7 separate regions of the Mus musculus genome follow, and all the other regions are linked to region 1. Evidence: chromatin contacts called from public HiChIP or PLAC-seq, Micro-C and promoter capture Hi-C data. All regions are on one chromosome and are shown on one strand. The core of a region is the stretch at or near the end of the contact, and the rest is flanking DNA. Distances in the headings are between cores, read along the strand shown. Region 1 holds the start of Scnn1g (sodium channel, nonvoltage-gated 1 gamma). Region 2 holds the start of Plk1 (polo like kinase 1). Region 3 holds the start of Palb2 (partner and localizer of BRCA2). Region 4 holds the start of Ndufab1 (NADH:ubiquinone oxidoreductase subunit AB1). Region 5 holds the start of Hs3st2 (heparan sulfate (glucosamine) 3-O-sulfotransferase 2). Region 6 holds the start of Ubfd1 (ubiquitin family domain containing 1). Region 7 holds the start of Gga2 (golgi associated, gamma adaptin ear containing, ARF binding protein 2).

The links. Promoter capture Hi-C pulls out the DNA fragments that hold promoters and counts their contacts. HiChIP or PLAC-seq counts read pairs in DNA pulled down with a chosen protein or histone mark. A called contact is a pair of places that touch in the nucleus more often than the background predicts.
Region 2: an H3K4me3 HiChIP or PLAC-seq map of embryonic stem cells shows a contact between it and region 1, with 5 times the contacts expected there. The contact joins the promoter of Plk1 here to the promoter of Scnn1g in region 1. A contact is called at or near these places in 2 of 39 promoter capture datasets (liver and pre-B cells) and 3 of 115 datasets of contacts at active chromatin or transcription factors (embryonic stem cells, epiblast stem cells and large pre-B cells).
Region 3: an H3K27ac HiChIP or PLAC-seq map of embryonic stem cells shows a contact between it and region 1, with 5 times the contacts expected there. The contact joins the promoter of Palb2 here to the promoter of Scnn1g in region 1. A contact is called at or near these places in 2 of 39 promoter capture datasets (hippocampal neurons and liver), 1 of 15 datasets of contacts at CTCF or cohesin (embryonic stem cells) and 3 of 115 datasets of contacts at active chromatin or transcription factors (embryonic stem cells, large pre-B cells and pro-B cells).
Region 4: a CTCF HiChIP or PLAC-seq map of embryonic stem cells shows a contact between it and region 1, with 12 times the contacts expected there. The contact joins the promoter of Ndufab1 here to the promoter of Scnn1g in region 1. A contact is called at or near these places in 5 of 39 promoter capture datasets (the HPC-7 cell line, hippocampal neurons, liver and 2 more), 2 of 15 datasets of contacts at CTCF or cohesin (embryonic stem cells and pro-B cells), 9 of 484 Hi-C or Micro-C datasets (B cells, the G1E-ER4 cell line, the HPC-7 cell line and 5 more) and 3 of 9 other capture datasets (embryonic stem cells, liver and pancreatic islet).
Region 5: a contact with region 1 is called in a Micro-C map of embryonic stem cells, with 1.7 times the contacts expected there. The contact joins the promoter of Hs3st2 here to the promoter of Scnn1g in region 1. A contact is called at or near these places in 1 of 39 promoter capture datasets (maxillary cranial neural crest) and 3 of 484 Hi-C or Micro-C datasets (embryonic fibroblasts, embryonic stem cells and neural progenitor cells).
Region 6: a contact with region 1 is called in an H3K27ac HiChIP or PLAC-seq map of epiblast stem cells, with 5 times the contacts expected there. The contact joins the promoter of Ubfd1 here to the promoter of Scnn1g in region 1. A contact is called at or near these places in 12 of 39 promoter capture datasets (the 3T3-L1 cell line, the C10 cell line, the HPC-7 cell line and 6 more), 3 of 15 datasets of contacts at CTCF or cohesin (embryonic stem cells, pro-B cells and stem cell-derived epiblast-like cells), 8 of 484 Hi-C or Micro-C datasets (B cells, the Ba/F3 cell line, the G1E-ER4 cell line and 5 more), 9 of 115 datasets of contacts at active chromatin or transcription factors (T-cell acute lymphoblastic leukemia, astrocytes, bone marrow-derived macrophages and 6 more) and 2 of 9 other capture datasets (embryonic stem cells and pancreatic islet).
Region 7: a contact with region 1 is called in a promoter capture Hi-C map of trophoblast stem cells, with 3 times the contacts expected there. The contact joins the promoter of Gga2 here to the promoter of Scnn1g in region 1. A contact is called at or near these places in 8 of 39 promoter capture datasets (cranial neural crest, embryonic stem cells, frontonasal cranial neural crest and 3 more), 2 of 15 datasets of contacts at CTCF or cohesin (large pre-B cells and stem cell-derived epiblast-like cells), 6 of 484 Hi-C or Micro-C datasets (the HPC-7 cell line, embryonic stem cells and trophoblast stem cells), 12 of 115 datasets of contacts at active chromatin or transcription factors (the NIH/3T3 cell line, differentiating embryonic stem cells, embryonic hindbrain and 6 more) and 1 of 9 other capture datasets (pancreatic islet).

What each region holds. Positions count from the first base shown.
Region 1 is chr7:121,732,667-121,736,701 of GRCm38.p6, reverse strand. It overlaps Scnn1g (sodium channel, nonvoltage-gated 1 gamma), which reads right to left and starts at 2,223. Exons shown (of 13, transcript NM_011326.3): 1 at 2,159-2,223.
Region 2 is chr7:122,157,255-122,161,289 of GRCm38.p6, reverse strand. Plk1 (polo like kinase 1) reads right to left here and starts at 1,855. Exons shown (of 10, transcript NM_011121.4): 1 at 1,340-1,855; 2 at 586-754. The coding sequence starts at 1,747.
Region 3 is chr7:122,130,873-122,134,907 of GRCm38.p6, reverse strand. It overlaps Palb2 (partner and localizer of BRCA2), which reads left to right and starts at 1,962. Exons shown (of 13, transcript NM_001081238.2): 1 at 1,962-2,188. The coding sequence starts at 2,141. It overlaps Dctn5 (dynactin 5), which reads right to left and starts at 1,867. Exons shown (of 6, transcript NM_021608.3): 1 at 1,727-1,867; 2 at 671-739. The coding sequence starts at 1,774.
Region 4 is chr7:122,099,995-122,104,029 of GRCm38.p6, reverse strand. Ndufab1 (NADH:ubiquinone oxidoreductase subunit AB1) reads left to right here and starts at 2,182. Exons shown (of 5, transcript NM_001360744.1): 1 at 2,182-2,375. The coding sequence starts at 2,208.
Region 5 is chr7:121,390,022-121,394,056 of GRCm38.p6, reverse strand. Hs3st2 (heparan sulfate (glucosamine) 3-O-sulfotransferase 2) reads right to left here and starts at 1,761. Exons shown (of 2, transcript NM_001081327.1): 1 at 843-1,761. The coding sequence starts at 1,327.
Region 6 is chr7:122,065,329-122,069,363 of GRCm38.p6, reverse strand. It overlaps Ubfd1 (ubiquitin family domain containing 1), which reads right to left and starts at 2,166. Exons shown (of 7, transcript NM_138589.2): 1 at 1,880-2,166; 2 at 1,371-1,700; 3 at 375-583. The coding sequence starts at 2,081. It overlaps Ears2 (glutamyl-tRNA synthetase 2, mitochondrial), which reads left to right and starts at 2,278. Exons shown (of 9, transcript NM_026140.3): 1 at 2,278-2,459. The coding sequence starts at 2,321.
Region 7 is chr7:122,019,095-122,023,129 of GRCm38.p6, reverse strand. Gga2 (golgi associated, gamma adaptin ear containing, ARF binding protein 2) reads left to right here and starts at 1,932. Exons shown (of 17, transcript NM_028758.2): 1 at 1,932-2,141. The coding sequence starts at 2,042.

The sequences.
Region 1 (4,035 bases), core at 974-3,473:
TCTCCTCCCAAATATTCCCCCCTTTTTTCTGCTTTCATGACACACACATTTCTGTTCTCGACCCCCCCCTTTACAACCTCTGTCTACTCGCTCACGGTCCCCCTTTTCATTCCTCTCGCTCTCTCACTTAAATCTAAGTTTTACATAAGAGAGAAAACCTCTTTTTGAGAGTGGCTTAGTTTGCTTAACCTAACGATGTCACCATCAAGTTCTCTAGGCAGGATTCTGGGCCACCAGGCTTAGTTTTCTTCCAAACTGAATCAATGGAACGTGGTCCAAAATTGGGGGAAGGTTGGGGGGCAAGGCTCTCAAGTTTACAATGCTTGTGGGTTTAAGGATTATACATAGTACTAAAGAAGGAAGCACAAGAGCATAGCACAAGAGAACAGAGGCCAGGGGCAGCCGACCACGCCCAGTAACCTGCCCTACCCACAGACTTACATGATTTTTTTCTAGGTTGAGAAAAACTGTCTCTTACTGACAAAATTATTAGCTCCCTGGCAAGCAGTGTGATTTACCTTATTTATTTTGAATGTTGTCATCCTTTTAAAAAAAAAATGCCGTGGAGCATGGTAACACACACCTTGGATCCCAGTACTCAAATGGCAGAGGTAAGAGGATCTCTGTGAGTTTAAGTCACCTTGGTCTATCTATCAAATTATCAAGTTTTAGGCCATCCAAGGCTATGTAATAAGACTCTGTCACAAAGAAAAAGAAAAAGAAAAAAGAAAAAGAGGAAGGAAGGAAGGAAGGAAGGAAGGAAGAGAAAGAAAGAAAGAAAGAAAGAAAGAAAGAAAGAAAGAAAGAGAGAAAGAAAGAAAGAAAAGAAAAGAAATGGGTCCCTCTGTCAGATGTTTGCCAAAAGGTGAATTCTGGATTCTTGGGGTTCCCACTCATCTCGTCCGCAGAGGACCAGCCAGTCATGCGAGAGGAGACTCCAGAATGTTCACATAAATATTTCAACTCTAAGGCAAAACAAGATTGTAGCTCTACTAGATTATGGGCCTTGATTCAACCCGGTGCTGTTAGAGGACTTTGAAGCTGATACGCTCAGAACTCATCTCAAAGGTTAGCTCACAGAATGCGCTCTACAGTCTTCCCAGGTAGATATCATCATTTCCCTATTACACAAATGAAACAGAGACACACAGATAGACTAAGTAGCTTGCCCAAGGTCATAATAGAAAGTGTCCGGGCTAGGATTTGAACCCAAGAACACATACTAGTTGTGTTATTGCTTAAATAATGATAGTGGTTTCAGGCGACAGCTGCTGCAGAATGATGGCAGACGTCAGTTACAGCTACACCGTGCCCAGGGTTCCTATTCCAACATTTGCACCTAATTTAATTCTCACTACAGACTAAATGAGGTGTTATTACTATCCCCATCCCACAGAGATGCAAATGGAGGTGTAAAGAAGTTAGGTAATCTGCCCAAGGCCACACAGTATGAAAGAACGAACGAATTCTTCGAAATTCCAGGTCCCCGTTTTTCTTCCTGACACTTCTCTATTCCCTCACCTGCCCCCGAACCTTGCCTCTGTCCCTGTCAGGAAACTGAAGCTTGGCGAGGAGTGACAGTTTGCAAGGCTCTGTTCATCCTAGAACTTGGGCACAAAAGCCTGGGTTCGGGCAATGTTTTGATTCCCGCCATGCCACGGTGCTATTCGGAAATAGGTTGAACCTCCGAAGCCAGGACTCAAGGCCCTGGGACCGAGCTACCCCCACTGACTCGCTGCAGTCTGGGAAGCGACCTGGCGCGTAGTTTTGCGGCAAAAGCCGTCTGCTTCGTGCCAGCTATCGCAACGCTGCAGTCAAGGGCTCCACTTTCAATCAGCCCGCTTCAAGTGCTTGATTCTTTCTGCAGCAGGCACCTCTAAAGAAAAACTTTCCCGCGACTGAAAGAACAGTCGCTGTCAAACGCATGCTCTTCAAGTGGGGTGAGCTAGGCAGAGAAGATCCGAGATGCGCTCCTCCCACGCACACCGGCTCAGAAACGCCTGTCGCTCAGCTCTTGTATCACAAGCCAAGCTCTGGATGTCTCAGCATCCCGCCACCCGTGGACAGAATAATCTTTTTCTTGGAAGCCACCACGCCCTGTGGCTGCTCACGTACCTGGAACCCCGGAATCGAACTGACCCGACGCGGCTGGGCTTACCTTTCTGAACTGAAGGGTCACGGCTGGCCTGTGTACAGTCTGGAGACGCTCCTCTTCTTCTGGCCTCATAAAGCCAAGCATCTCCAAGTGGCACGGCCAGGAGCGCCAGTGGGTCAGGCTCAGACCCCGCCCCTAGAGTTTCCTCCCCACTCAAACTCCGCCCACACCTGCCCAGGTGTTTTCCCCGGGCCACCCCCGACTTGTCTTAGCCCGGAGAAGGCCGCGACCCCGCAGTGCCATCTGCTGTCCAGAGTCAGCTCCGCGCCTCAACCCGGGCTGCGCTGCTTCTCGTGGTGGCACCGTGCAAGCTTGCTGCCTCCCAGAGGCCACTCTGCAACCTGCATTCCCGCTGGGTCACAGCCCCAGAGTACTTTGTAGAGTCACCTCATTTGCCTCATTCTGACCCAGGTCGCAGGAGGTCTCTTATCTCAGTTCCAGAAGACATTCCACACAGCCTCTTATCCCTCACCCTTCCGACCTGGTCAGGATACGCAGTTGCTTCGGCATCATCTAGAGTTCTGCTGTGGGCAACAGGAGCTATTTAAACAGATCATTTATTCTTTGGGCCTGTCATTGTCTTTCCATAGGGACTCACACAAATTGACTATTAAAAATAAGTTTAGACCGCTGAAACTGTGAGGGATCCAAGATAGGTATTCAAGTTGTAATCCCCTTGAGCTGGGAAGAAACATGGCCCCACAAAAGACAGCGTGTCACTAAGTATTCAAACATTTTAGACATAAACGTGTTCATATCCACCTACAGACCTTGTTAAAACGCAGGTTCTTGAGTTGAGGATGTAGCTCAGTTGGTAGAGTGCTTGTTTAACATAACCAAAGTCCTGGGGTTGATCCCCACTATCATATAAACTGGATGTGGTGGCTCACGCTTACTGTGCTAGATCTGGGGTTGAGGGTGAGACAAGAGGCTCAGAAGCACGAGACCTTCCTCAGCTACATAGCGAATTTGAGTCCAGCCTGTGCTCTATTTCATCAGGGGGGCATGGGTCTCAGACGTCTGGACCTCTGGCTTCCCATGAGATGCCTCTTTTGCCTGACCAAAGATCACAACTTTTGGTGGGTAGAAACATGTCAAGCATTATTGACCATCAACGTAAAGAAAAAAATCCCCTAAAATCCCTAAGCAGTATTTCTTGCAATCAATGCTCACGGTGAAGAATTAACAAAGCAATCCACCTCCCTCCCTAAATAAGTTAGTAGAATCATTGTGCTGGCTAGTTTGTTGCTAACATGAGTTAACATGTTAACTCGGTGGAAGAGTTTCAGAAAATGCCTCCACAAGATTTTCCTGTAGGCAAGCCTGTGGTGTATTTTCTTGGTTGATGACTGATGGGGGAGGGTCCAGCTCACTGTGGGTGGTGCCATCCCTGGATTGGAAGGAAGTCTGGGTGCCACAAGAAAGCAAGGGAGCAAGACGTGAGGAGTAAGCCAATAAAAAGCACTCCTCCATGGCCTCTGCTGCAGTTCTTGGCTCCATGTTCCTTCCCTGCTTGAGTTCCTGCCCTGATATCCCTTAGTGATGAGCTGTTATCTGGTGGTGTAAGCTTAAATAAACCCTTTCCTCTCCAAGTTGCTTTTGGTTGTGGTAGTTTATCATACTAGAAAACCTACCTGACAATTATTATTTGGAATATATACATATATACATGCACATGTATCCGTTACATATTAAATGTGATGAGGGTTTTATTTTTAAATTTAGATTTATTTTTTAAAGTGTGTGTGTGTGTGTCAGAGAGAGAGAGAGAGAGAGAGAGAGAGGGAGAGAGAGAGAGAGAGAGAGAGAGAGAGAGAATATTCACATGAGTTCAGGTTCCTGCAGAAGTCAGAAAAGGCATAGAATCCTTTGTAGTTATA
Region 2 (4,035 bases), core at 606-3,105, 420 kb before region 1:
GCTGCCAAGACTGATAACATGATCTACGTCGATCCTGGGACCCACACAGTGGAAAGAAAGAACTGACTCCTTGAAGTTAGCCTGTCTCCATTCATAAGTAAATGAAATTTAAAATGCACAGGATAGCAGAATTAGATGCACTGGGGAATCAAGTAGATGATCTTCGTGACTGCTGCTGGGCAAGTGTGTGGAGAAGTGACAGGGATCTAGGGACTGGCCAATCAGACTCAAGGGGGCAGGTTTTTCAGCTTAGTAAAGAGACACCTGAGGAGATGCTGCCTGCCATACTCTACAGCGTAAGTCCAGACCTGAAATTGGCTGAGGGTCTGGCTCAGTGCTAGGTTATAGAGAAGCATTTGGGGGAGGGGCCCCAAGTTCAAAACTACTGAGTTGAGGCATAAACACCAATGCATCTAAAAAAAAGGCAAGGAAAGTGTCACACACACACAAACACACACACACACACACACACACACACACACACTTTCCACTTCCTAACTAGAGGGCAGCATCTCTATTTCCTCACCTTCCCCTCCTTGTCCCCTCCTGCCCTGACACCAGACACCCGAAGGCCCAGCACCTCACCTATTTTCACCTCCAGATCCTCGTTCAGGAAGAGGTTGCCCAGCTTGAGGTCCCTGTGAATGACCTGATTGCGGTGCAGGTACTGGCAGCCCAGGACTATCTGTCGCAGGTAGTAGCGGGCCTCAGGCTCGGTCAGTGCCTTCCTCCTCTTGTGCAGCTCCAGGAGGGACTGAGGAGGGAGAAAGAGGTCACTGAAGTCCAAGAAGAGTGGCTAGCTGGATGTGGCTAGGACTAGACGCTCGGAGTGGAGAGTCTTAGCAGGTTTCTGATAGTTCTACCCATACACTGGTTGGTCACTATCATTCACCAGACCCTCTCCTGAGTCTTCTCTCAACCCCACTCTCGACTCCCCTACCCAGGGCTTCCTCCTGGCAGGAGATTCCCTCCCTTTCCTGAAAGCTCTAAAATCTGACTCCAAACAGCCGCCCCCTCCCCCGACCCTGCCCCACTCCGGAAGTTAGAGGTGCGTGGCACACCAAGCCTGGGACCCTTCCTTAGCCACTTTATGAATCCATTTCCTGTACCGACTCGCTGCCTTGCGTCTGGGAGCTCCATCCCTAATAGCAACAGGATCTGGTCTCGGTTTCCCCAGAACCCCGGCCTCAGCAGTTCGGAGTGCCAAGTACCCTCGCTAGAAGCCTTTCCATAAAAGTTTGAAACCCAACCACTCCTCTAGGTCACTCCAAAACCTCGGTGCCCCTTTGTCAGCAAGTTCCAGGTGTGGGAGCCCCAGCACTGCGACTGAAACACTCACCCTCCTGCGACAGAGCTCCAAAACTACAAATACAAAGTCGCTGTCCTCAAAAAAGTCATGGAAGCCTACGACGTGTTGGTGTGCTAGGCTGCGGTGAATTGAGATCTCCATAGACATCTTCTCCTTCTGGTGGGGCTTGAGCAGCAAAGACTTAGGCACGATCTTGCCTGCGAACACCTCTTTTGTGTCTGCGTCTGAGATCTCGAAGCATTTGGCGAAGCCTCCTTTACCCAGAAAGCGCCCCCGTACATACTGCCGCCGGCTGCGTGGGTCCACTAGGACCTCCGGAATTTCTTTCGCCAGCGGGGCGGCCACTGGGGCACCGGGAACTGCATCTCCCGGAACCCCACCTTTCCCGAGGTCGGCTGGTGCTCGAGCCAGCTTTCCAGCTTTGGCCGCTGCATTCATGATGCCGAAGTTGCTCCACGAACCTGGCTGAGTCGGTGCAGAGGGTCCTGCTCTGCTCCGCTCCTCCCCGAATTCAAACGCGGCGCTGGGAACGTTACAAGGGCCTGCGCGTTGCTGATTGGCCGCGGGGATTTAAAATACAAACCCGCCCAGCGCGCGGCACCATGGGAGTGCTCTACGGCGCAGCCGCCTTTAAACTCCGATCTTGCCGGCGAAATTTTTAATGGGCAGGGACTGGAGGACTGCGTTTGCTCAGGATTGCCTGGGAAACCAGGAACGAAGCAACTACGTGAAGATCCCTAGAAGAACAGGATTCTGTCCTGCTTTCTGCTCCTCGGCTGGGGCGTGCTCATGTGGTTCACCTGCGCCTCCTCCAGGGGCTTCTCCTAACTGTTAAGATCTAACACCTTCCTCCACCGGACCCGGCCTTCTAGAACTGAAACTCCAGGCCAACCGGTAGCTTGAGAGTGCACCGCCTCCGCGGTGGACAGCCCTCTCCCCGGCTAGCCTAAATAAACCCAAAACTGAGCAAGCTCAGCAGGCAGATGCACCTTCACGGCGCAACGGACCGATCTCCTCTGTGGCACTAGGGGCTCCCAGCCCCTGAGAAGTAACTCAACCCTTCTCTTGAACAACGCAGGAGGCCAGCAGCATCTGCAGCACCTGGAATTCCCTAAGAAGGCAAAGGAGGGGCGTGGGTTCAGGATTACAAGTTAGCCGAGATCAGCCTCAGCTACCGCTCCACTAACCCCAAAGGAAAGAAACTTCCCAGGCATGACCTGCCGGTCAAACAAGACCTTCAGATGATTCCTATGCCCTGTGATATGTAAGAAACACCGGACGTCTGCCCCGCGATGCAAGGTTACCTGGGTTGTTCCAAGTTGTGTGGCCCAGAGCCCCAAATAGAAAAAATTAATTTTTTAGTCAGAGGTGGGGGGGTAGCTGGTTAGAAGAGTGCTAGCATGCCGGTATACCAAGGCCAAGTCTGCCCTGCCGAAGTGTCCGTTCAGCCTTCACTTAGGAAAAAAAAAAAATGAGCCGGGGCGTAATGGCACACACCTTTAATCCCAGCACTGGGGAGGCAGGCGGATTTCTGAGTTCAAGGCCAGCCTGGTCTACAAAGTGAGTTCCAGGACAGCCAGAGCTATACAGAGAAACCCTGTCTCGAAAAAAAAAAAAAAATGGATTTACAACATGTAAAAAGAGTGGCCACACAGAGCAGGCGTGTGGCTTTTCATAGAAAAAAACGGCCAGCTCTGGTCACTGTTCCCAGACACCCTCTTTGCCCCCCTGCCTATCTGGGCACTTAAGTGATACCTTCCGTTAGAAGCTGTTGTTGCTCTAGTTCCCCCAGGAGGGTCTTAGCAAGATCCAATTGCTGGATTGAGCAAAAAATGGCAGTGCTGCTGTCTTTCCCAGTCTCTGGGTAACGATTGTACTTTCTGAATAAGGCAGAGCTTTGTCTCCAAAAACTTAAGCTTGCCAGGAGTGGGCATGCACCCTCAATCCCAGTGCTGGGGAAAACAGGCAGGCAGGCCTCTGAATTCTAGGCTAGACGCGCACACACATGCGCACACGCTTCTGCGTGTCAGAGAACATGCAGGAGAGTCAGTTTTGCAGGAGAGTCAGTTTTCTCCTTCTACCATGCAGGTTAGGTATATGGGTCTCAGGGACTACACTCACGTCATCCAGCCATGTGGCAACAGCCTTTTTATGCTCTGTGCTACTGCAGCTTCTGGGTTCATATGTTTGCTGATAGCTCATATTATCCAACTGATAGACACTGCCTCAAACAAGGTGGAATGAGAGAGAGGGCCTGTCTCTAAGGAGGTCCTCTGATCTCTATGTGATTGCCTGTGCTCACAGGCACAAACATGAACACACACACACAACTTAAAAGATGATACTGTTCAGTTGTAGAGCAATCAGCTGGCATGCAGGAGATCTTTGGTTCTGTAAAAAGGTTAAGTTAGAATCCAGCCTATGGCAGGCATCCTACTAGGACACTGTGAGAGCCGAGCTGGCAGACCTGGTGGTGACCTAGCCTTTCACATGGAAAGTGAATCTACATGACAGGGGTGCCACATCCTGCCCCAGCCCCACCCCAGGAGCCCACAGGGTAGGTCCCCAGAGCCCACTCAGTGGAATTGTCCTCTACTTCCACACTTGCAGTCACTCATGCACAGTCCAAATAAAGGTGATAACTTTTTTTGAGACAGAGATCCATCTGCCTTTGCCTCCCACATCCTGGTATTAAGTCTGTGGAGACCAACCTACAATATAAACAC
Region 3 (4,035 bases), core at 713-3,212, 400 kb before region 1:
CATTCTGTTCAGACATAAAAGATTTCTGGCCCTTCCCTCCACCACCACCATGTTCTTACTCATAATATTTAATGCAATGTAAATCCTATTTAAATAAAATACTGAAGAAAATGACAGAAGTGTTCACGTTCTGTTTAGAAGAAATTCCTCCCCTCTCTTCTCCCTCTGTCTAGCTGCCCTGTGTCTCCTGTGCTCTCTCCTGTTATATTTCACGTGTTACTGCCCTCCCCACCCTCTTCCTTAAAGCTTCTTTATTCCCCATCTAATGGGCCGCTCTCTAATTTTTTTGGCTTCTCCTCCCTGATCGTCTTTGTGCATTCAATAAATCTAATTTGGAGAAAAAAATGAAAACAAAGAAAGAGGGGTTAGAGAGATGGCTCAGCGGTTAAGAGCACTGGCTGCTCTTTCAGAGGTCTGAGTTCAATTCCCAGCAACCACATGGTGGCTCAAAACCATCTGTAATGGGATCTAATGCCCTCTTCTGGTGTGTCTGAAGACAGTGACAATGTGTTCATATATACATAAAATAAATAAATGTTTAAAAAAACAAAAACAAAGAGAGAGAACTGGAAATGACAAATTGGAGACAGCACTATCCCATATACCCTGCTGATACAGTGACTAGCTGAAGGCATAAGGGTAACCTCCTGAAGCTGCCTGTGCCCTTTACCTTGCCATTGAGGACGATGTTCTGGCTTCCACACAAAACAGACTGGCGACTAACTTTGTTCCCAGATGCCTAAAAGCAAACAGAAATCTGGAGTGAAAAAACAGAGGATTTCTGGACTACAGTTTCCATCATGAAAGCTCACATTGAGGAGAAAATTACTTCAAATGAAGGGCAGTCTAAAAATGAATGAGGCCTGAATGTATACTGCACCCCTACTGTCCCAGCTCTGGGTGGGGTGACTGTGAATTTGGGGTTAGACTAAACTATGAAGTGAGACTCCATCACCAAACAAACAAACAAAAACAAACTGGAGAAGGAATGCACTGGGGGGGGGGGGGGAAGGCTGTGGGCACGGCTCCGTGATAAGAGCACTCAGGAACTGAATCCAATCTATCAAAAGAGCAAGGGTAGATCAGGAACTGAGAGCTCAAGAAATGAATTCAGGATCGGTATCTAATGAGCGGTCTAATGACTGATGTGCATTCAGACCCCACTTCCATATTACGGTTTCATAGCCTTCAGTGAGGAAAATTACTTTTCCATGATCACAGACACACAGAAAAAATAATGATAGTAACCCTAACGGGGGCAGTTTACATATGTTGTATTATGAGTTGACGAATAGAAACAATAACGTCTTAGCACGTAAGCAGACTGTGAAATATTATTTTTAAAAAGGGCCCGGAGTCTGAAAATGTAATTTATATACAGAATGAATAGGCTGTACTGTGTATTCCTCTGGAAGACATTATTTAACAGGAAACTCAGGCGTGTGTATATGCACACACATAGATATATATGCATAGAAACTCTCCCACATCCACACTTTCCTCCCCCGCTACACAGCACACCCACACACACGAGATGAAGGAGAAGAGAGCCTAATGCATGCATGCACCGACTAAATAACAATCAGATGAAACACGAAGCATCTCTAAGTCATCCAAGGAAGGGACTGAGGGAACGGGAACCAGTGCAGCCGGGACGGGAGGGGCGACCGTCCAGTCCTCGAGGGTCCCGTGACTGCCAGCGGCGGCAGGGTCGCCACACGCGCACCGTCTCGATGTACTCCGACTTGTTGTACAGCAGTTCGCCCAACTCCATGGCTTCCCCCTCTCTGAACCTCAGGATCCTGTCAGTAGCTCAGGCAGACGGTGATTCCAGCTACTTCCGGTTGATCGGCCACTTCCGCTATCCCCGCCCTGGACTCTCATTCGACTCTCCTCTAGTCAAGCCTGCTCGATCGCTCGGCAGTCTCCAGCTGCGCGTGCGCAGAGCGAACAGAGGTTTTAATTGGCCAGAGCGGCTAGCGCGCGGAACCTGTGTGGCTCGGCAGGAACATAGTGGGGGTGAACTAGGTCCCCGTTCTTCCCAGGGGTTCCTCTTGGCCCTAGGAAGCCCTGGCTGGGTCCCCGTGACCACAGGCCCGAGGCTGGAGACGGCTGCTCCTTGCGTTCGGCTTCCAACCCGATGGAAGAGCTTTCCGGGAAGCCCCTCAGCTATGCGGAGAAGGAAAAGGTGCCCGGGTTGCGGGAAGGGTGACCCAGGGCTTTAGGCTGGGTTTTCAAACCTAGTTCCTGTATCCGAGGCAGTGTCCTCCTACCTACAGCCTCCACGAGAAGTCACTGAGACGAGCGCGCTGCTCGGGTGGCGAAGCTTAAAATGCAGACGAGCCAAACCCATCTTCTAGTGGCACTGCATAAATATTAGGTGTAAAACTACATATAGGTAAACCTAGAGGCCCTCTTCTCTCCCACTCCACTCCGGCCCCGTCACATAAATCTTTCACGTCACGTCAACAGCCTTATATATATACATTTTCGTGTTTGTCTGTTAGGGCTTGACCTCCAAAATAGGTTTACATTGGAGAAGGGGATGGTTATAACGTGTACTCTGGTTGGTTCTGCAGCTGGTGTTCTCCATGTTTAAGACCCACGTTGGAACAAGATGAGGGGAAGAAAATAATATAAATATTACATATAATGAACAGGTGTTGTGTGTGTGCATACAAATTTAGTGTAGTAGTTAGAAGGAGCTCTCATTTCTTTCAGGCTCAGAATATTATTCTCCTGCAAGACTTAAATATTACTTCCATGTTCTTGTGCTTTCTGTGCAAAATTAGAATTCACATTAATTTGTCTTCCTATCCTGTCTTACCTTCTAAGGGTGGTAAAGATCATTTACAAATAAACAAGATAACTCCTACTTACTGATAAGATTGAGGACAAGATAACAGGTTAAGATCAGAATTACTCATGTTGTGGTGGCCCATGACCATAATTTGGTTGCTACTTAATAACTGCAGTTTGCTGCTATTATGAATCAAAATATATATGATATGAAACCTCTGTGTGTGTGGGGGGGGTGTTAAATGGAGCAGTTATAAATGGCAGCATCCTGGAGGAACTGCTTATTCTCTGTTCAGTTTGCATATCTCAAAGGAGGATGATTATATAATAGAATCTATTTGTTAGGGTTATTGTGAGTGCTAATTGAGTCATTGGACATTAAAGTCACAAAATTCCCTAGGACTAACTGAAGCACATTATGAAAGTATCTGCCATTTTTATTATTATGTGTCTGAGAATGGATGGGGACTAAAGTGACTTTAGCACAGAAGTGCTGGAGTCCCACAAAAGTGCTGGGGAATGAGGTGGGGAAAGTGCTTAAGAAAAGTTTAAGTTGTTAGTAACTTTTTTTCTTAATTTTTAATGACCAAAACAAAAACATACCTAAAAGTGAAGCCTCTGGAAAACCCACTTGCACTTCCCTGTCTTGTATCACTCCTCACACTTGACATTGGCTTCCTGCCTGGCCTTGTGTTTCAAAGCTGGGTCTCTGAATGCATCCTTGTTGACAACAGTTTTGCCCAAGGGGATATCCAGACTCCCTTGTGGGCATGAGGTGGTTATAGTTATAAACTTTCACAGAGGACTTTATCTTGGATTGCTTGGCAATTTTCTTCTAGCCTGTGGCAGCTGTCTCTTTTGGGGGATAGCAGTCAATTCTAGCCACTAGGGCATGGCTGTAAGGGCGGTCTGAGGTGCCATCATCAATCAGTGTTCTTCATGATACGGTTTTGCATCCAGAGTATTGTCCAGCTAGGACTAGCACCACTTTCCTGGGTTTCATGAACTTGCCCATTTCAACAGCAGTCAGCCTGCACCCAGCAGAAAAGAAGGACCTTTTAGTAACTTTCATTGTAGCTTTTTTGATGCTTTTGGTTTGTGGAGTTGTTCTTAAGAAAGGATCTCTTAGCCAGGCATGGTGGCACGCGCCTTTAATCCCAGAACTCGGGAGGCAGAGGCAGGCGGATTTCTGAGTTCGGGGCCAGCCTGGTCTACAAAGTGAGTTCCAGAACAGCC
Region 4 (4,035 bases), core at 933-3,432, 370 kb before region 1:
TTCCTTGAATACTCCCAATTTTTTTAATGCTCATGATCTCTCTCTCTCTCTCTCTCTTTTTTTTTTTTTTTGTTTGCTTTTTGAGACAGGGTTTCTCTGTGTAGCCTTGGCTGTCCTGGAACTCACTTTGTAGACCAGGCTGGTCTCGAACTCCGAAATCTGCCTGCCTCTGCTTCCTGACTGCTGGGATTAAAGGCGTGTGCCACCACGCCTGGCTATGCTGATAATCTTTAAACAAGAGACTAGTGTCACAGATCTCCAGAAGTCAGGCTACATTAACTGTGTGCTGAGTGAATTCCAAAAGTTATTATACTTGTTGCTAGAAGAGGGCCTCTTTGGAAAGTAGTCAAGTCAAGTCTGAGGGGGATGTTAGTCCAAGTGACTGATCCTCAGGAAACACTGCTTTACCCAGTAGCACAGCTGAGACATAGTAAAATGCAGTGCCCGCATCAGTCAGGCAAGCCAAGGGGTTCTTCTCAAAGGAAGAAACTCATTAAACAAAGCCACTGAGGAACGTTATCAGTGAGCCCCTCCACATATATCCACACGGAGGTTGGCCCATTTGTAATCACACTTTTATCCCCACACTGACTTCTGAGCATGCTCAGTTTAAATCATTGATGAAGGTACTAGGCACATTTTTTAGGTTATGGGGTACACGTTTCTGATATTGAGAGGGATGAACAGGGCCGCTTCTAGGCATGTTCAACTTACACCAGAAAGTCTTAGCTGAAAACAAAGGAAAGGGCACTTTGAAGGTGCGTTAGTGCAGGAGTTTGACTTTGGTGTCTGCCTGCTTAGTGTCTAGTTGGTGTGTGGGCTTCACTTGTCCATTTTTGTTCACCGTCTCAGATCCTGAAGTGTCAAAATGAATTCTACCTGCAAAGCTGTAAGTAACCTGCCTAATCTGTAATATACACACATTGTCCAGTTTCGCTTTTGGCTGTACTGCAGACTGAACCTAGAACGGTCATGCTAGGCAAATTCCCTACATCCATGCATTATCAAAATTTAAAATATGTACTGTTGTACTTCACCATTTCCTGGTCTCCAGGTTACTGTAAGCACACGGAGTTTGGGAGGTTTGTGGAGGGGGGGGTTATTTGTTTATTTATCTATTTTGAGACAGGGCCTTGCTATGTAGTCTAGGCTACCACCATAAGATGATCCTCCTGCCTCAGCCTCTGGAGTTGGGAATGAGGACGTGACAGTCACACCTACTTGGCTACTAGTCTTAAAACTCACACTTATAATGTGTACTGAGTTTTCACTGAAACAACAATAACAAAATCTTAGCGCTATGGGAGAAACGTGACATATTTTATTTTTCAGAGATAGGGTTTCACTATGTAGCCCTGGCTGGCTTGGAACTTGCAGTGTAGACCAGGGTGTTCTTCAACTCTCAGAGATCCTCCTGGCTGCAGAGTGATGGTATTAATGTTGTTTGCCACTATGCCATGATCCCCACCCAACTTTTTTTTTTTTTCTGAAAATGATGCAGTTTTAATATACCATTCTGCAGAAAGGGACACAAAGAAAAGGCAAAAAATTACTGTCGAGTTGATTTTGCCCTGAAATTCCTGCCTCTTTCTCCCATAGGCTAGACATTATAAAATTCACAATCTAGCATATTCCCCTCTCAAATTCTCTATCCTTTTTATTTAGGAGGAAAAACCTTATTTAATGAATTAATTTGAGGCTTGAGAGTGCCCCTTTCGCTGATTGTGGGCCAACCCATATTGTTGATTGCCTAAAACTTCTCTTTATTTATTTATTTTTTAATTATTCACTTTACCTCCCCGCTCCCGGTCAGCCCCTCCCACAATCCTTCCCCCATCCCCATCCCCTTCTCCGTCTCTGAGATGGTGGGGACCCCCCTGGGTACCTCGCTACTTCAAGTCTCGGCGAGGCTAGGCGCTTCCTCTCTACTGACAGCCAACAATATATTTCAGAACTTTGGGAGAAGAATCAAGTCGGTTTCTCTTTTGGGTCAGTGACAGTGTTTAGGGTTAGATGGCATTTGTGCAGTTGCAACCACAGCAGCCCTTGTCCTTCTAAAGGAGGTGGGTGCAGCGCGGCTGGGAGCCGCTAGGGTCCGCCCGCGCCCGCGCAGCCCTCAAGCGCCGCTCTGTACGTCGCCGGCGTACGGCGCTAGCTGCGGCCGCGGCGGGAGGCTGCGGCGCAGTGCATCCTGGGTTGGCGTAGCCATGGCGTCTCGTGTCCTCTGCGCCTGTGTCCGCCGCCTGCCCGCGGCCTTCGCGCCGCTGCCCCGGCTTCCCACGTTGGCCTTGGCGCGGCCGCTCAGCACCACCCTATGCCCTGAGGGAATCCGGAGGAGACCCGGGGCTCTGCAGTCCGCCTTGGCGCTCGCGCAGGTGACTTGCGGTGACTTTGCCGGGGCTAGTCAGGGGTCAGGGCCCCGGGCCGTCCGGGTTGGGGGAGGGGCTGCACAGAACCTGCAGGGGTGATGGGGTACACGGCTAGCCCCACTGCCTGACGGGTTTTGGTTGACCCCTGTCGCGAAGCTAAGTGTCTTATGATTAGAGCACAGGACTTTGACCCAGTCTTTTTTTTTTTTTTTTTTTTTTTTTTTTGGTTTTTCGAGACTCTGTATAGCCCTGGCTATCCTGGAACTCACTTTGTAGACCAGGCTGGCCTTGAACTCAGAAATCCTCCTGCCTCTGCCTCTCGAGTGCTGGGATTAAAGGCGTGCGCCACCATGCCCGGCTTTTGACCCAGTCTTGACTGAAGAACAAAATTGGACACCAGCTCTCATCCTTGCGGAGTGGCAATGAAGTTTAGGTGAGAGTTCGAGTAGAGCACCTACTGCGATTGGCAATTACCGTGGTCACTTCCAAGGACGTACACAAGAGGAAAGCCACTTGCCCATAATAGTCCTCTGCAGAGTATTCTCTAGGTTCCCAGAGTTCTATTGTAATTTCCCCCCTGTGGCACCTTTTGTCTGTGAACTTTCTGGAAGTAAGGATAGGAAACAAGTCCTGTGTAGTTTGCATATTTGATGAAACCAGTGTGGGGCTTAAACTCTGTGAGGATGTCACTTTCAACCCTAACTAGCCCTCTTCCCGCTCCCCTTCTGACTCTTTCCGCTGGTATCAAGCCCTGGCATGGCGTTTTAAGTTCCAGTGTGCATGCAAGGTTAGGAAGTACTGTAGTAGACTTTGGGCCAAGTTGAAGAACCGATTCTCATACTCAGTGACCTTCCTGAAGTAGTGGTTTCAGTCACACCTGCACGCTACAAGAAGAGCTAAGGTTCTACATCCTGTGTTGAGATTCACCGACAGTGTAATAGATAGGCAGGCCATTGTCCCATTGGCTAGACCAAAAGGTTGTCATTATAAAAGTGTTAAAAGGGCAGTAAAGGGGGCTGGTGAGATGGCTCAGTGGGTAAGAGCACCCGACTGCTCTTCCGAAGGTCCAGAGTTCAAATCCCAGCAACCACATGGTGGCTCACAACCATCTGTAACGAGATATTTCGCCCTCTTCTGGTGTGTCTGAAGACAGCTACAGTGTACTTACATGTAATAAATAAATCTTTAAAAAAAAAAAAAGGGCAGTAAAGCTGCTGTGCCTTAGGATCTAGAGACCAATTTCAGATTAAGCTAAAATGTTACTTCTCAAACTTAAGTTGTGCATAAAGTATTTTTGTGGGCTTTCTAGATGGGGTCCTGGGACCATGCTTTGAACAGGTGGTGTGCTCTCTGTCTGCTTTATACAGATAGTAGAGGAACTGCTTTATGCTTACAGAATGGTTTTGGTTACGGTCATTCACAGATGTGGAGACACAGTTGTTTGCAAAACATTTTAGATTTGTTATTGGACTGTGGATGTCCTCTGCACAGCCAGAAAGCAGATGGTAAGCAAGCTTTGTTAAAGGGTTTTCTCTGACTCACCCAGCTTAGATGAGTGAAATCAGTTGGCTTGGAAGTTTCCAGAATATGGAGAGTAGAACAAGGGAGAGTTTTGAAGAGGCGAGGGTTTATGTCAAACAGCTGTGTTTGAGGTGCTTCATTTCCA
Region 5 (4,035 bases), core at 512-3,011, 340 kb after region 1:
CCAAGGGAAGAGTGGGCATTCTAAGCATGTCTGACTACTCCTAGGATCCTGCCTAGTCTTCACCTGAAGTGCCCACCTATCTTCCAAATCCCTCCTGTTGGCTACTATTTTAAAAGCACCTCTAACGGTCATTTTTACATCTTTCAAACACTTTGAAAAAGACTGGACAGGCAAACAGGGCAGGAAGTATTTTCCAGCCCCTTGTAATTGATAGTGAAAGAAATGCTGGAAGAGTTTGAGGAACTTGCTCAATGTAAGTGTCAGAGACAGGACCAAAAGCGAAGGTTCCTTCCTACACTCCAACCCCACCAGCTCAGGACTAGAACTGCTGGAGGAGTGAGCCTCAGAACATAGCGAATATTTACAGCAGAGACTGGCATTCTCCTCATTGCGAGAACTCAGGACACACTCTCATATTGCCCTAAGAATGGGTACCTACCAGGCAGAAATCACCACACAGGGCCTTTGTGGTGGTTTCCCTTTCTCAACTGCAGGTGCCACACAGGCCAGGGAAGATCAGCTTAGGGGTAGGAGTAGAGCCTTTTGCCTTAGGGAACCAGCTCCAACCGCCCTAAAAACTGGACAAAGAAGGCAGCCCTCCAGCCAGCACCTAGTTTTGACTAGAAATGTCCCCTACCTTCCAGAGACCCCAGGGACAAGAGGAATACTCTTTCCCTTTGCGCTTCAAAGAGCGTCATGAAGAGTCAGTCTCCGGGAAGTTCTGGGTGGACCCTCTACAGTAGTCACCCCACAATCCACTTGCCGGTTTAAGACAGGCAAGGAATTACTCTAAGGATGGAGCGAACCCAAAGCTCAGAGTGGAGCTGTCGTGACCCTCTTACCTGTACCAGTCCAGTCCTCGTCCGTAGTTCCTGTCGAAGAAGTGGGGCTCAGTGCCCAAGGCCCGCACGTCCGGGTGCACGCGGATAAACTCCAGCACCGCCCGAGTTCCCCCTTTCTTGACGCCCACAATGAGGGCTTGGGGCAGCCGTTTGGTGCCTGGCTTCGGGGAGCCAGAGTGATTGGATCCGGAGAGGCGCGGTGCTGGAGCGGCAGCGGCGGGCGCGCTGGGAGCGCTGGGCTCACTGGGCGTCGGCCCCGGGGGATCACACGGGCGGGACTTCGCCAGAAGTTTCTGGCCGCTTGCGCTGGGGCCGCGGAGGCAACGCGGTGCGCCGAGCAGGCGGCTCTGGCCCAGACCGTCGCAGCAGCACAGGAAGCTGTAACACAGGTAAGTGCAGGACAAGGACAGTGTGAAGGCGAAGAGCAGCCTGCGCGCTCTCCGCGGCTGAGGTGGCCCCGCGCGGCCCAGGACCCTATAGGCCATAGCTCCATGGGCCCGCGCCGGGGGTCATGGTTTCCGAGGTGGCACCTGCGGCGGAGCTGCTGCGTGGCTCTGCGATTGCCTAGAGGGCTCGCGTGGCGCTGTCCCCGCTGTGCGCGTTGGGCGTAAGGGATATCATCTCCTCTGGGGGCAGCTGGCCTGGGCAAGCACCGTGCCCGGGGGTCCCGGGTACGGTGGCTCCTCGGGGACCAGGTGGCTGCATTGCCAGCATCTCCCGGTATTAAGCGATGAGGGCTCTGGACAGCCGGGCGGCTCCCGGCGCTCTTCGATTCTCACGCGCGTCGGGTTCGGAGCGCGCCCAGCGCCCGAAGCCCCATTCCGGATGCTCCGAGCGCCTTTCTGGGGACGCTCTGTGGCCGCGCGGCAGTGCCGGCGGGAGGATGAGCGGACCGGACGGTGGCGCTGGCGCCGGCCGCGTTCTGGCTCCTCGGGAAATGCCGAGTGGAGCGCGCTACCGGCTCTATTTAAGGAGTCGCCTGACGTCAGCCGCGCGGGTCCCCCGAGCCCGCGCCGCACCCGGGGACCTGGCCCGCCCCTTGCACCCTGACTCTCTTATTCCTCTCAGGTACAACACCTCCCCAGGTTCTCCCCATGAGGACTGCTCCCTACGGAGCCTTGACCAGCTTGGGGAGGTGAAGGGAGGGTGGGCAGGTATGTCCTGTACTCCTGTGGGAGATTAGACACCCCCATCACTCCGGCCTCTGGACACCTGAGATTACGCCAACACCCACCCTACACATAGACCCGGGTGTTCATGCAAGCACCCAACCCTGATACTCGGTTCCACTACACTTACCCACACATGCACCACACATACACTAGCACAGGAACAAGCTCACTCTAATCCGGACACTCCTCAACACCCCACAGAGGGTGGAGAGAAGAATACACCTAACCCGAAGATAGGAACACAACAAGGACACACCCCATCCCCAGCCATCTCGCCGAACCAATACACACAGCCTGGAATCTGGCATCGTGCAGGGTGCGCACACGCATGGGACCTGGGCGCACAGTGCAAAATGGATGGGTGGAGGAGAGTGAGATTCCGTGACTAGTTACCGAGCCCCCTAGCACCCGCATGCTGACTCACACCCAGGCGACTCACTCTGTCTCGCACCCATGGAGCACAAACCTCTATCCAATTTGCACACCACCTCATCACACACACACCCCGACTCCCGCCCCCCCCCCCCGCCCCCTTACTGGGCCTGGAAATCAAGCTAGCCCCAGAGCCTCAGACTTATTCATCTCTTGGCGGCCGCCCCCTAGCGGTGGCCTGCTCCCCAGGGAGCTGTCCAGGGTACCAGACGCTATATAAGGGTCAGCATATAACTGGTTTCCTCACAGTGACAAAGCAGGAGGAAATAAAGGACAGAGCACTTCTACATCTAATGATTGTCAAGAGGTTGTCTTCAGAACAGCTCCCAGTGACCAACCCTAGCTGGTTAGAACCCTGCATTCCAGGTGGGATTTACATCCCCTAAAAACCTGGACCAGTGTTCCCAAAGAGAAGACCCTCACAAGATGGCTGTATGACCCCACCACCCCCCTCAGCTTCCGTTAGACTGACGATGACTTCAGGACAAGGTCTGTGTATTCTTGCTCAAACTGGGAAATATGCTCTGTTTCTAAACCAAGCCCATCCCTAGAAAACTTAGATCAAGCTCTCTGCTGTAGGGACTAGTTTCTAATACATATAGTACATGATAAGTAATTTGATAACTGTTAAAGCCTACCATACTATTACCGTTTCCTCGCATTTCTTTGGATTATTTTATAAAAAAATATTTTTATTTATTCTGAGAATTTCATATCATATCACTTCCAATCTCAGCAGCTCCCAGAACCCTCTAACATGTTCACTCCCAATTTCATTTCTTCTCCCCATCTCCTACCTCCTCCTTCTCCTCTTCCTCTTTTTCTCCTCCTCCTCTTCTTCATCTCCTCACCCTCCTCTTCCTTCTTTGTCTCCCTCCTCTTTGTCTTCCTCCTCTTTCTTCTCTTCCTCCTCCTCCTCTTCTTCAAAAAATAACCCACTAAGTTCAATTAGTAATTCCCACAGCTTACTGGGTGTGGGTCCATCTTCTGCAGCATGAGCAACTTACCAGTCGCCACACCTCCGAAGAGAAAGGATTCACTGGCAGCCATCACCTGCCAGTAGCTCCCCAGCCATGAATGGGCCCCATAAGCTCCCTATCAGTCTATAGGGGGAGGTTGACGGTCTTGACCTTGTGTGGATGTTGTGCAGGTAGCCACTGTGACTGTGAGTTCATGAAGGCAATGACCCTGACATGTTCAGAAAGCATCACTTCACAGTTCTCCTTCTCATCCTCCAGTTCTTGTATTCTTATTTCCCCCTCCTCTAACGTTCCCTGAGCCTTGGGAAGCATGTGCTGTAGATGTCCTTTCCGGGGGTGGGCACTCTCAGTCACTTATTCTCAATGCTTTGACCAGTTTTGAGTCTCTGCATTAATCCCTGCCTACTTAAAGAGAGAGGGGGAGAGGGAGGGAGAAGAGGTGGGGGAGGGGGAGACAGAGGGAAAGAGAAGAAGAGAGGAGAGAGAGAGAAAGAGAGAGTGAGAGAGAGAGCAAGAGAGAGAGAGAAGAGAGAGAGAGGAGAATCTCCTTCTCTGATCAAGGTTGAGAAGCACACAAATCGATGCCTATATCTCCACATTAGAATCTTA
Region 6 (4,035 bases), core at 917-3,416, 330 kb before region 1:
GAATTGGATTTTCTGAACTTGACAAGACACACAGACACAGAAATCAAATGGGAGCAGTTAGAAGGAACAAGGGCTTAATTCCAATACTGGTCATATTCTCTGGCACTACTAAGAGAAACCCACTTGTGACTTCCTTTGCTAACTCGCTAGAGTCTCCCTTTACAAAGGCCTTATCCTAACGCGGGAAGTCTAAGCACACTGACCCACCAGATGACAAAGATGCATATTTCAGGTAGCTGTCAACTCCACTCTGCTGCACCCAACTGCTCCATACATTTCCATCATGGGCCCTGTCCAGAAAGGAGCTTATTCTAGGGAGACTGTAACCAGTCTCTACATTCCCAGGACCACAAGCAGATGCCGAATGGTCTCACCTTCTGCCTGCAGAGGGGCTCCTTCTTGTTTTCTTCAGCCTTTGCATCCTGCTGGGCAGCATCTTTCGGGGTGTTTACTGCTAAAACATCATTTATAGTAGAACCAACCACCATGATCTTGGCCCCACTGGTCACTTTTATTTCTCTCAAAGTCTTGTCTTCAGGAACAAGTCCTTTATACATGACCTTCTGCATGGCAGGTGGGAGACCTTGACAAAAAGTGGAAAGGAATAAGCAGGAAATGCGTGGACCATCCCCCTTCTATAACAAAACAGGAAGTGAATACTGGTCCATCAACTATCAGCTTTGTGAACTTGAAGGAGTTCAGAACACCAGGACTATTTGATTGGTAAAACTTGGTCCTTCTACATGAATGTAAGGTATTTAGAATTGTTTGATGTCTAGGTATCATTGTTTCCAAGTTATAACTCTATCTTCTATCCACTTAAATACTGAAAATTCCCAAGTGTAGGAGATACAGAAAGCCAATAAGCTTTTTACCCGATACATGGAGAAAGCTTTAAGGAAAGTATTTCAAGTAGCAAACCAAAACAAATAAAACGGCCATGTATGAATATTTATAAAGGGCCATTAGGACAGTTGATAACACTGTTTCATGAACTTCCCTTATGAAACTGATCTGTCTGCTGAAAATAAATCCGTGGCTAAATACTGGACCTGTTCAGAATCTCCTGTAAAGTTCATAAATACCGCGCCTAGCAATGACAGTCCAACATTAGTTAGAAGGGTGAGCCTTAATACTCAAGATTCAGGCTTGCATCTCACTCCACCACTTGGTGGTACCACTATCATTCTGGGCCTAATTTTCCCTCTCTGATTACTAATGGACATACAAGTACTGATTTCAGAAAACTGCAGTGAGGATAGCGGGAGTCTAGGCGCAAGAAAATCGCTAACAGTTTAGCACGACGTAAGCATCAAGAGCTAGAAGGTAGGTCGTGGGTAGAAGCAGTCGGGTGTCAGCTCCTCGAATACCTGTAATGGAGTGAATCTTCTGCTTTAGCTCGGACCCCGTGCTGTCCAGAGGGACCTTCACGTCGTGTTTGGTCTTGTTCCAGATTATCTTCAGATCCACCAGCTCCTTGCCCACACCGCCGCCCGCGTCCTCGCCGTTGCTGACCGAGGCCTGGGCCGCAGGGTCCCCAGGGGGCTGGGCCGGGGCCGGCTGCAGGTTGCCTCGCGCGTCGCAGGAGTCCTCCGCCGCTGCCCCTACGGCTGCTTCGGCCTCCACGCAGTTGAGGGGCCGTGCGGGCGCCTCGGTGGCCACAGCCTCGGCCTCCGTGTCCATGCCTGGCTCCTCCATGCCTGCAAAGGGGTTAGGGGGGTGGGTGCTCGCCACGAGCCCGGCCTGCGACGAGAACGGGCCCGGGCACCGTCGTTGCCGCGCCACGCTCCTCCCTCCGGGGCCAGGCCCGGTCCCACGACCCCGGCAGCGTCCGCAAGCTCTTCAGCCGCCGACCGACCGCCTTCCCCGCCACACTCACCATCCGGGGCTCCGGCCGCCGCCATGATGATTGTGTACAACACCCACCACGACCGCAGGGGCCGCCGGGAAGAAGCGAGCTGGCGGAGATTGGCCCCCGCACCAGCCCCTAATTTCACACAGGCTGGCCGGAAACAGGTGGAGGTTTCTATGGAGACCCGCCTCCTCCGCTTCCCGGGCCGGCCCCTGCCACGCTTTAGCATTCCCGCAGCCGGAGGGGGCGGGTCTGGGAGATCGCCTGCTCGCAGCGCTCGGTCCCCGAGCGGCGGCGCATCGCCGCCCTAGTCCAGAGGGGCGTGAGCAGCCCAGATAGGCGGCTTACGCCTTTAAGTGGCAGGGCCGCGCTCGCTGTGGCGAAAGTTGATTGGTTGGAGTGATTTTTTTCCCCCCCGCCGAGCGGAAGTGACGCGCGAAGGAGCCCACGTGTGTGTTTCTAGTCCACATGGCGGCGCCCCTCAAGAGGCTTCTGCTGGCCGAGCCGCACGTGGTGGCCCTCGGGCACCGCGTGGGGCGGCGCGAGGCCAGTCTGGGCCCAGATCCCGGGGCCCCGGTGCGAGTGCGCTTCGCTCCCAGCCCCACAGGTAATCCTAACGGACGTGACGCCGCTCGCCGCAGCCCACCTTCCCGTCCCCGCCCCCGAAAGTTCCAGAAACAGTCCCTTCCGGGGTTGTCTGCGCGACCCCGTTTTAAAGAGACGGAGGTGGAGGGCTAGGATTTGAAGTGATTGAGATTGCTAGAAGTTTCCTTGTTGTATTGTCTCTGTCCTTTCTTATTGCACGCTGTGTGCAGAGCGTATAGACTTTATGCCAAGGCCTATGCGCTATAATGCAGTGGTCATTGAAAAGTCAGGGTTCTGGCTTTGAAGAAACCGACAAATCCTAGAGTCATATGTGTCCATTTTGGCAGTGAAGCGGGATAGGGCGCCCTAGAAGGTATTGCTGAAGAGGTAACATTTGAGTTGAGAACAAGTGTCAAGAAGACCCGCTTGAAGCCTAAGAGGAAACGACATGCACAAAAGCCTGAGTTTGCTGGCAGCTTAGCAAGTCAGAAGAAAACAGAGGCCCATGTATATCTTGCTAGGAATTCTGTGTCTCCTCCCTTCCCACAAATTCCCAACCTTTAGTTCAAGCCACCTTCTACCCTGTTCACACTGAGCAACCGTTCATTCTAGGTCTAGGGTCAGCAGGAAAAGATATTTCTGAGTCTCAGCTGCACAGGAAGAACGCATTACCTCCAGGCAGGCAATGTAGATTGTGGAACTTCGATATGTGGTAGAAGCCCTGGTTCATAGTTAACTGTTGTGAATCTGTTTTTAAGACTGATATAAACGAAACTGCTAGGGAGAAAATGAGTGTCTCAAAACCGAGAGAACAAAATCATCTTTCTTTTTGTTAGTCTCAGTGATGTAAAATAGCTTATCAAATGACTGCAAGTATCTAAGTATCACAGTGTCTGTGTTTACCTATGGTCAACATGAACTGGGATACTCACCTTGTTGGAAGAAGCACTTATGCAGGCATCCAAGGCCTGGCATTTTCTGCATCTATATTTTTGTCTTTGCCAATCCCTAGATGTGTTGCTTTGGCAGAATTATTTGCTCTGTTTATGTCCCAATTTTGTGATTTGTCAAGTAGGGCTAATAATAGTGCCTGTCTGACGGGTTTGAGCCAGTACAGCAGAGGCACTTAGCAAGCACTGCCTCTACTACAATTACTGTTTTCATTTCTTTGCTGACTGGCAGGAAAAGCCCAAATGGGAAAGAGTTGACAAGCAGTGTAGATCACTATGATAGCTAAAATTAATTGAAAGTTTACATTTTTGGGTTTTTGTTTGGTTTTTAACTTGGAAAGAGTTCCCTGTATCACCCGATTGGCCTGGAACTCACTATGAAGACCATGCTGTCCCTAAATGTGCAGCAATCCTCCTGTCTCTGCCTCCCAGGTTTTGGCGTCACAGGTATGAGTCATCAGACCTGGCTTGAAATTCTACTTTGGTCAACATTTAGGTATCCCAGCAACCTCATTATTAAGGATCTAGGTGTTTTTGTTTTGTTGAAACAGGGCCTTGCTGTACCCTTGCTGGCCTGGAACTTGCTGTCTTGTCGAGGCTGTTGTTATAAACTCACACAGATCTGTCTGTTTCTGTCTCTAGAGTGAG
Region 7 (4,035 bases), core at 683-3,182, 290 kb before region 1:
ACAAGTGTGTACCGTCATGGCCATGACAGCAAATGTCTATTTAAACATAAATATTTGCAGCCCTCTCACGGGCTCCGCAGGTAAAAGTGATTGCCATATAAGCATAATGATATGACTTCCATCTTGAGAAGGCACCTAAGGGTGGGAGGAGAAAACCAATTCGATAAAACTGTTCTCTGTGCTCCATAAGCACACTGTGGCATGCGTGTGCCTGTACCGACATGCATATCACACATATGCACATACATATGCATAGTGTTTAAAAGATTAAAAGTAGGGCTGTAGAGGTTGCTCAGTGGTCAAGAGTATGTATTGCTCTTTTGGAGGACCCAGGTTCAATTCCTAGCACCCACATGGCAGCTCAGGACTGTCTACAATTCCAGTTGCAGGGAATCTGACACACTCTCTGGCCTCTTCAGGCTCCAGGCTTGCATGTGGTGCATAGATATATATGCAGGCAAAACACACATACAAATAAAAACTTAAAAAAATGTTTGTACATTTGGGATTATGATATGCCTAAAGTCCTAGAGTTACCCCTGACTGTCCCCACTATTTATGTGTCCATTCAACAGATACTTACTGGTATGCCAAGCCCCATTTGGTATGCTGGTGGTCCAGGTCTATGCAAATTAAAATCCTTCTGTGTGTGTGTGTGTGTGTGTATGTACTGGGGTGTGACATTGAGGGTGGGGAATGATAGGGACAGTGTGGAAGGATCTGGTGCTTCAGAGGGACCTCGTGCGCAGTCTTGACTGCCTTCCAGGCTAAGGCCTCCTTCAGTCTTAGCAGAGTTGTTAGTAGTAGATCATTGACAGCAATGGCAAAATTATGCTGGCCTCTAGACATGCATATTAATCCTGTCCACTGGACAGACCTCTTTCTCCACTGGCTGGAGCCAGTCTTATGCCCATTTGCATGTTTGTCTCAACAGTCCTTTATTTTTACATAGATTTTTCTCTTTGGCTTTTCTTGTGGACATATTAATACAACATCTACTTGATTCCTTCATTTAAGTTCAAGAGTTAAATAAAGGAAAATATTTCATGTTAGGCTGGCATGGTAGCTCACACCTGTAGTTCCAGCTTTTGGGAGGTTGAGGCAAAAGGATTTTACTACAGGTTTTTAGGATCTTAGCTTTTATCATTCAAAGGCCATCTTGGACTAATGAGTATGAGAAACCCTTTCTCAAAAGCAAAAACAAAAACCATAACAACAAAGCTGTACTGGTAGTACATTCTTGTAATCAAGTTTGTACCACAGTGGCAGGATGACCAAGAATTCTGGGTCCTCCTCAGCTATGCAGTGATCAAAGCCAGCTGGTTACATGAGACCTTAACTCAAAACAGTTAGAAAAAGGTATGTTTATATATAATTAATGTGTTCACTTTTTAGGGTATGAGAATCACGACCTGTTTTTTATTTCTTTTTTTTGGGGGGGGATGGGTGTTCGAGACAGGGTTTCTCTGTGTAGCCTTGACTGTCCTGGAACTCATTTTGTAGACCAGGCTGGCCTCAAACTCAGAGATCCGCCTGCCTCTGACCTGTTTTTTTGAGAAAAGTATCTTTTCATAAAAATAACTGTTTTATGAATTATGATGCAATGTGTCATCAAAAAAAAGTGTGTCAGAAACCCGAATGGAAGATACATACTCGGAGAAGACCCTAATAAAAATGCTGAAAGAATGATTCTTTATCTGAAATTCAGATTTAGCCAGGCGTCCAGTATCTTTTCTGGGAACCCTGCTTCTGAAGAAGAGGGGACAATCAATACCTAACTAGCTTGGCTTTTGACCTTTCAAGTGGTCTTGCACAAAAAAAAAAAAAAAAAAAAAAAAAAAAGACCTCGTGAGTTGGAGGTGGCCGGGAGGAGGTGCGTGGGGGCGGGACAGGGCCCAGAAATGGGCGTGTCCAATAGGGCCCGCCCCGTCACGTGCCTCTCAGTGTCTGCCGCGTCGGCAGCTGGAGCGAAGGCTAGGCGGCGGCGGTGGCTGCAGCTTTTGGGCAGGAGTGACTGCGGCCGCAGCGCTGGGCTGGGCAGATGGCAGCGACGGCAGTGGCAGCGGGGACCGGATCCCCGGCAGGGACCGAGTCGGCGGAGGGCGGCCCTGGGGCAGCGGCGGCGCTGGAGCTGTGGCTCAGTGAGTAGCATCGCGCCACACGTGATCCTGCTTCCCGCCGCCCTGGTTGTCCTCCGCGGCGGGAGGGGGCCTCTAGACTCACCCAGGGGATTCTGGGGACCTCAGACCACGCCATGGCTCAGTGGCCGGGCGGCACCACTTAACAGCTGGAGCGCGAATGCTTAGCGATCTCTTGTGCCAAGCACTGTGCAGAAAGCGTTTCAGCCATTGTTAGTCTGGTCGCAGGACCGAGAGTACCTGGGTTTACTAACCCGTGCGGGCGATGCAGCTTTTTTGCAGATCATTGAGTCTAAGAGCTTAAGTGGCTGCTACCTTTAAGAGCAAAACCAGCTTTTATGCCTCGGTGCATATTTACTCTGGCCAGACTTAATTGTTCCTTGTCTTAGCTTAACGGTGATCTCTGGGGGTGCGGTTCTAAAGGTTCTCTCTTTATCTGAGGAATTGAGGTTCAGAGAGAATAAAGAATCCACCCCTTGGGTGGGCTCCACTACGTGCTGGGTGCACTGAGATGGTAACACTGGGACATTGCTCACAAAGACATGTTCATTGGCTACTGGCTACCAGAACAGCACCTTCTCAACAGAAGCTGGAGGAGGGGCGCTTGTTGAACGTAGTTAGGGGCTGTTTTGTTTACCTGGGGCTTGTCATAGCTGGTATACAGTGTGTGGACAATGGAGGAGGCCATATTCCAGACAGGAAACTGCAAAAACTCAGGATGAGAATGTACAACATTCTGGGAGCGAGTAGGCCTGTTGGCCAGGAGTGCAAAGCTTAAAGCTCAGAGAATCCAGAAAAGAGACCTCAGACTAATTTGCTAATGAAGTAAGACGCGTGAGCGCCGCAGAAGGGACTGCATTATTTAAACATTTTTATTACATGTTGTGTATTTGGGGTGGGGCGTGCTGCTCCTGGCTCGTGGAGAACAGAGAACAACTGGGGAAGGGGTCAGGGTGTCGTTTCTCTCCTTAGGCTCTTCTGTGGGTTCCAGGGCTCGAACTCAGGCCACAAGGCTTGGTCACAGGCACCTTTATCTTCTGAGTCATTGCAGGCCTATAGCTTTCTATTTCAACATGTAGGAGAAGCTGTTGGAGACAGCTTCGCTTCTACTGAAAGCACCACATGCAGTTCCACCTGGTGAGTTGGTTGAGGGTGAGACTTCAGACTTGGAGTAGATATATAAGGTCTTTAGATAGCTGGGGTGGGGTGGGGTGGGGTGATGGTGGTTACAATAGGAATGAAGGGAGTGGGGATCAGGAGTCGAAAGGATTATCTGAACCCATCAGCAGGGTTTAATGTAAGCACACGTGCATGCACATTACTTTAATTAAAGACCTGGAGCCAGACTGTAGCAGTGCACACTAGTCCAATTCCAGCAGTTGTGAGGGAGAAGCCAGCCTGGCCTACGTAGTGAGTTTCAGGACAGCTAGAGCTACATAGTAAGATCCTGTCTGGGAAAAAACAAAACAAAACAAAACCAACCATACAGACAAAAACCAAACAACAACAACAACAAAACATTAAACAAAACCCAGAAAGGACTACCATCACCCATATAGTCTTCCTTCCCTGTACATAGATGGACTCAGGAGATGAGTGTACGAAGGATCCTTGGTTTCGGGGATCAAAAGTAATTGTGGTAGATGCTTCCCCACTCCGCCCCCACCTGTGTGGAGGAGCAGTTGTGTCATGAAGTTCGAAGTTCTTGCCAGGCAGTTAGGAAGAGCTCTGAGCATCCAGGGAGGGTAGGAGCTAGAGGGGTGGTTTTGAGAGCCAGTCTTCCGTGGGTGTGTAGAACAGAGCGTTGGAGCTGGAACAAGGAGGTATTTCCCAGGCAGATGGGACTAGAGTATCCCAAAGGTTCAGAAGTAGACAGGGAAAGCTGTTCTGGGAAGAA